2 separate regions of the Sus scrofa genome follow, and region 1 is linked to region 2. A link is a contact called in public HiChIP or PLAC-seq data. All regions are on one chromosome and are shown on one strand. The core of a region is the stretch at or near the end of the contact, and the rest is flanking DNA. Distances in the headings are between cores, read along the strand shown. Region 1 holds the start of DHTKD1 (probable 2-oxoglutarate dehydrogenase E1 component DHKTD1, mitochondrial). Region 2 holds the start of SEC61A2 (protein transport protein Sec61 subunit alpha).

Region 1 (3,125 bases), core at 184-2,683, 58 kb after region 2:
GGTGTAGGTTGCAGACGCGGCTCGGATCCCGCATTGCTGTGGCTCTGGTGTAGGCCGGCAGCCACAGCTCTGATTGGACCCCTAGCCTGGGAACCTCCATATGCTGCGGGAGCGGCCCAAAGAAATAGCAAAAAGACAAAACAAAAAACAAACAAACAAATCATTTTGGAGCATAATCCAAATACTCAAAATTAGTCTCTTACACATGAGAATCCAACAGAGGTTCCAAAAACTGATACTCATGTCTCCTAATCCATTAAAACCACCAGTAACATGGTTCCAAATTCAGCACGCTTTTAAAATTTTATTGAAGTGTAGTTGATTTATGATGTCGTGTTAATTTCTGCTATTCCACAAATGACTCAGTTATACACATATACACATATATACATAGTTCTCTGTGCTATACAGTGGGACCTTGCTGTTCAACTAAAAGTTTTAAACTCTGAAATCAGGGAGTTCCCTTGTGGCACAACAGGTTAAAGATCTGGCCTTGTTACACTCTGGCACTGCCTGATCCCTGCCCAGGAACTTCCAAACTTCTACATGCCAAGGAAGAGGAAAACAAAAACCAAAAAAATCAAAAAAACAAAAAAACAAAAAAACAAAAAACCACACTGAAATTAAAAAGGCCAGATAGAGGAGACAAACGGATAATATATACTATGGTCTTGGTACCAGCTAACTGCTCTCTTCACCCCAGCAGTACAGTCGTGATCCCCACCCATCCCAGCTCACACCAGCCCTGGAGAGGGCCCTGGAAATGTATCCTTGGGGACATTCCAGGAGCTGGAACATCTTAGAACTTTTCTTTTCCCGAAGCCCCGCCTTGGCAAAGAGCTAAGTTCCCAGACATTTTACGACCAAGAAAAGAAGATTAGAGATCACAAAACCGTTCCGGACGGGGAGGAGACACTGACAATACGCACGTCTGTCTCCCTCTGCCCTCTCGCCTCCCCTCTCTCCCAATTCGCCGCGCGCACACTGAGGCTCCCCGGACGCCCCGCCCCCACAGCAGTACCCCACAGCAGGCCTGGCAAGAAAGCCCCCTGCCTCTTCAACCCCCATGCCCACCGCCCGGGCCCCAACCCCCACCTGAGGGACGCGCCAGGCCGCCCTGGGGCTCCCGGCTCTCACGCTTCCTCGGCCGGTAGCCGTAGACACCCCTCTCCGTCTGGTAGCCACGCCGAAGGAGCGAAGGAGCCCGGCTGAGGCCCAGTCTTGCTGCTGCCACAGTAGCCAAGGCCATGTTCGGCCAGGCTCTCAGGCCTGGAGACTTCGGCGGGAGATCGAGGGGTTGCAGCCACCAGGAAGGAAGGTGGCTCCTACGCCGCTGGACTACTGGGTATCCACCTCTAGGGAGAGGCGGGAGGCAAGAGAAATAAGCCCTCCGCTGAAACTCCGCCTCCGAGACAACGCCCCCACTCCTAATTGGCCATCTCGGCCCTTGGAGCCAATCCAGATCAGCGGCCCCCTGGACGTAGCCACGCCCCTAGATCCCGCTGGACTCGAGCGGTCCTAGAGGCTGAGGGCTGCCCTGGATTTGGGAAAGCGGGGAGTGTTGAGCCGAGCATCACCAGCTTTCTGGTACAAACCATGATTTATCTGTATATGCTGCAGTCTCCCGCAGGAGTGATCACCCACGCCCTCCTCCTTGGAAGCCCCGGAGCACAACCCCACACACATGATGCAGTCTCCTATGAAAACGACGGGGTGCATCAAAAGTGGTTGGGACTGAGACGAAGGGACTCAAGAAGGGAAGGTCGCAGGAAGGAGCCAGAAAATCAACACCCCGTCCATCTGTATTTTTGCAAGAAACACTGAGGGAGAAGGAGTAAATTAGAGGAGAAAGCAGCTATAGGAACGAATAGAAGTGAAGAGAAATTGGAAGCGGATTTCAGCAGTATAGATATAGATGCAATTCTTGGTTGGTCTTTCTACGACAGATTTTCTTTTCGTCTTTTGAGGGCCGCACCTGCAGCACTTGGAGGTTCCCAGGCTAGGGGTCCAATCGGAACTGTAGCCGCCGCCTCCGCCACAGCCACAGCCACAGCAACTCGGGATCCGAGCCGCGATTGCGACCTACACCACAGATCACAGCAAAGCCGGATCCTTAACCCACTGAGCGAGGCCAGGGATGGAACCTGCAACCTCATGGTTCCTAGTAAGATTCGTTTCCGCTGCGCAATGAAGGAACTCCTAGAGTTTCTTTTTATTTCAAGGCTCACCTTGGAGTTTCCCTCGTGGTGTACCTTTACCAGCATGATGGGGAAGAGGGGCTCTGAATTCTTCCCAGTCAGTCATTCATCATTCCAGTCACCAGGGCAGCTGCACCCCAAACTTCTAAGAACATTACACACATCACATGAGCCCAAGATATTTTCCCCCTAGACTCTTTCAATCACTATTCACACAGAGCCCTCTGCTGGGTCACAGAGATTGCTAAAATACAGTCTCTGCCCCTAATCCATTCCCAGTCGTTGCCGGCTGACTTCAACACACAGTATGAAAGACGCTGTAATCCAGACATGTACAGTTGCCCTGCAAGCATAGACAGGTGTGTCAGGGGAACCTCCAAGTGGAAGGCACCCTAGAACTTCAGGGTTTTCACGCAAACAATTCCCTCCACCAGGACAGCTCTTCTTCCTCCCGACCCCACCCCCAACAACACTGGATGATTCCAACCCTCCTTCTCCACTGGGCTTGGAGTTACTTCCTGAAGAAAGGTATTCCTGGCCCCCATGGCTAATTTCATTCTCCCTATTAGACACCTTCATGGTACTCCATACATTTCGTTATTACATTAGTACAATTTTGATGTTTCCTGAGTACTAGATATGTCATAATTTGAGTTAACTAAATTGTTGCCTACTTAAGCGTATTTCAATGATTCTTTTTTTAAAATGTTATTTTATTTTAAAATTTATTTTGGGAGTTCCCGTTGTGGCTCAGCCGGTTACCAACCCAACTAGTACCCATGAAGATGTGGGTTCGATCCCTGGCCTCGCACTAAATTGGTTTTTTTTTTTTTCTTCTTTTTCAGATGCTTTTCCCATCTAGATTATCACAGAATATTAGGTAAAGTTCCCTGTGCTACACATCAGGTCCCCATTGGCCAGTCATTC
Region 2 (3,363 bases), core at 583-3,082:
AGTCCAACAGGAAATGGGCTGAAACTGCAGGGCCGACTGCATCTGGGACTGAAACACACCGTGATGCACAAGTGAGAAACATCACGGCACCACCTTTTATAAACAGGTTTTTAAAACACTGTATTCAATCTCTGCTTCATTTCCTTAGGTCACTATTCACTGCGGGTCGCTCTCCCACCTAAGGACCTCTCAGCCCTTGTGCAGTCATCAGCCCAGGTAAGGACAATGACACTTCATTAGAAAGTACTGTTTTCCCAGACAACTCGTAATATATAAAAGTAAGATCACTGAAGGTTCTTTAAGGCTAGGCACTCTCTTCTGGCATGGCTTGAGTCAAGTCCTGCCAAAGAACTGGAGGATGAAAATGACAATTCCTCAGCCTTTGCCAGTGTCTGCCATGTCCAGAAACACAAGAAGCCACAACGAGCTATTAGCGGTGGTCATCTTCCCTCACAAACACGGGATTCTGTTCACTGACATCACGAAATTGTTTTACACCTGACGTGCGGAGTGACACCTCAGCAGTTAGCCAAAAGGGGACTCTACGCTCTTGCTATAAAACCTCCCAAAATGATGGCAGCCACTGATGTTTGGCAGAAGAATGCCGAAAATGCTCATGGGCAGGTGTGTGTCGGCCACGTACCATTTCAGATGACTTTGAAAGTAAATGTGAATTATGGAAAATGTTCATCTCCAATGCAGAACCAACGTCAATCCCATCAGGAAATGTCCTGGAATCCCCGTCACCCCTTTTCGTTCCCATTTCAACCACGTGCCCTCCCAGGTTTCTTGGCTTATGATCACATGCGTTGGAGTGTTCAGGTTCAAGCAATGCTTTTGTCTGCCACTTGTCTACTCCTGTGTTGCAAAATTTAACCCTTTATACTGAAAATTCAAGCCCAAGTGTCGCCCCTACTTCCTTCCTAGCTTCCCCAAATGTCTCCTAGTTGGCTGGCCAATGGGTGCACAGCTTGGGTTTGCGGTAATCCATTCATCCAACAATCACCCGAACAGCTATGTAAGAATATTTGCGAAGATACGTGGTGTTGCGTTCGGGAGACGGCCCTCAAAAGATCCCCATTATACAAGGCCTTGTCCCCAAAGCTTATATGCCCTTATGCTGAGTTTTCAGTAAATGCTTACAGAATGACTTAAATACAAAATTTAAGGAAAATGCTATACCACCAACCTCCTTTCCTCGCCTACAACACACGCCATGCATCGCTTTTAAAAAAAATGAAACAAATCAGGGAGCTTCACTCGTCACAACTAACATACCAAGGAAGGGTGACTTGGGAATAAAAATATGAGTTTCCAAAGCCCCTGAAAAATTAACAGTGGTCCAGTTTTCGCCCGGTTGCCTAACTCCCCGCCCCCGAAACCAATGGCCTCCCCGCGCGGTCCTCCGCTCCTCGCCACCCACTGAACTTAGATCCTGGGCCTCCAGGTCGGGTCCCTGCAACTGGCCTGGCGAGGCCTCGCACTGGCGGCGCCTCGGCGGAGGTCCCCAACCCACGCCCTCCGCAGCTGCCCGGCGCAGCCCGCGCCTCCCCGCCCGCGGGCCGGACGACGCCAGGGCGGGCGCCAACCCCACTCCCGCGGTTCGTCGGCGCCTGCGCCCCCGGCGGGAGCCTCGCCGCCGCTACTCACTGCCCATGGCGGCGGCTGCGGTGGCCCGGCGGGGCCCAGCGGCCTCGGAGCGGCCTTAGCTCGGGTCCCGCGTCTGGGGCCTCGGCGCCAGCTCCCGACGCGCTCCGGCCAGCCCGGCACAGGCTCCGCCCCGAGCCACGTGACACGCGCCCTGCCCCGCCCCCCGACGAGGCGCTGGCCGTTGGCCGCTGGTGCGCTGACGTCACCGCGTTGCCATGGCCACCGCCGGCGCTCCCGAGGGCGTGCTCACGCGGGGTCCTGGAGCAGGGAAGCTCTGTGAGGCTACAGCAAACCAGGCCTTTATGCTGGGAGCACGTCTCCGAGTTCAGTGTCCAGCAAGGGTCATCTCTTTGCCAGCCAGAGCGGCAGCCCCAGGAACGCAGGCCGGATTCGATCCCAAGGCCTGAAACAGCAGCCCCTAGAACCAGCGTCACCCAAACAAACTTTTTATTTTGCTTCCAAATTATTGGAACCTCTAGGAAGTTTTCAGAAACTTGGGACATTTTGTCCAAATTAATAGCTTCTGAACGCTCCACTATCTCCCTCTTACACTCTACACTCTTTAGCTTCTCCGAAATAGATCAGAATTTTGTCCCTCTGGACTAATCCCTTTTGTCCCCTCTCAGACAGGATAGTATAAAGGAAAGCAATACAGCCTTAAAAATCTGCTGGCCTCACATTTTTAATTCTTTTTTTTTTTTTTTTTTTTTTCCCGCATCTTTAGGGCCGCACCCGAGGCATATGGAGGTCAAATCAGAGCTACAGCTGCCACCTACACCACAGCCACGGAAACACCAGATCCAAGCTGTGTCTGCAACCTTCTCCATAGCTCACAGCAATGCTGGATCCTTAACCCACTGAGGGAGGCCAAGGATGGAACCTGCCTCCTCATGGATGCTAGTCAGGTTTGTTAACCGCTGAGCCCTGATGGGAACTCCTAATTCCTATTTCTTTTTTTTTTTCTTTCTTTTTTGTCTTTTTGGAGCCACACCGGTAGCACAAGGAGGTTCCCAGGCTAGATGTCTAATCAGAGCTATAGCTGCTGGCCTACGCCACAGCCAGAGCAAAGCCAGATCTGAGCTGCGTCTGCAACTTATACCACAGCTCACGCAAGGCCACATCCTTAACCCACTGAGCTAGGCCAGGGATCGAACCCACAACCTCATGGTTCCTAGTTGGATTCATTTCCACTTCGCCGTGATGGGAACTCCTCCTTACTCAAATTTCAAACCCCTGTGATCTAACTTCTGCTCTAACACCTGATGAAACAAGCAACTTCAAAGGTCACTTAATCACTTATAATCACCAAATCCAATGATCCGTTTTAACATTCAGATCTATGTCCAAGAAGGAAGCAAAATACATAAGTGCTCACGGGCGTGCGCGCACACACACACTTCTCTTTGCCCACACTCTAGCCAGGCTCCTCTGAACCCTTTTTCCACTAGGCCTTACCTTGGACAATAAAGAGTTGAATAAATGCAACATGTAATTCCTAATACATCCATCCCTAGGCTGACCCCGGCCCCCTTAAAGTATCTGCCTGGGGAGCTCAAGGCTGCCGGAAGAATTGACCCCTTGTTGCACTCGGAGATGGACAGCATCCATGGCTCCCAGCCTCTGTGGAAGGATAGGAGCCTAACTGCAGTTCTCACCACTTAACAGGCCTGGATGGCTTTCACATGGACCAAGCCCTCCCGTTCTGTGTAATTT

The links. HiChIP or PLAC-seq counts read pairs in DNA pulled down with a chosen protein or histone mark.
Region 1: a contact with region 2 is called in an H3K27ac HiChIP or PLAC-seq map of alveolar macrophages. The contact joins the promoter of DHTKD1 here to the promoter of SEC61A2 in region 2. A contact is called at or near these places in 1 of 5 promoter capture datasets (liver), 4 of 47 Hi-C or Micro-C datasets (adipocytes, alveolar macrophages, heart right ventricle and 1 more) and 1 of 2 datasets of contacts at active chromatin or transcription factors (alveolar macrophages).

The regions. Positions count from the first base shown.
Region 1 is chr10:59,873,889-59,877,013 of Sscrofa11.1, forward strand. DHTKD1 (probable 2-oxoglutarate dehydrogenase E1 component DHKTD1, mitochondrial) reads right to left here and starts at 1,434. Exons shown (of 16, transcript XM_021064993.1): 1 at 1,096-1,434. The coding sequence starts at 1,249.
Region 2 is chr10:59,815,207-59,818,569 of Sscrofa11.1, forward strand. It overlaps SEC61A2 (protein transport protein Sec61 subunit alpha), which reads right to left and starts at 1,833. Exons shown (of 12, transcript XM_003130808.6): 1 at 1,651-1,833. The coding sequence starts at 1,657.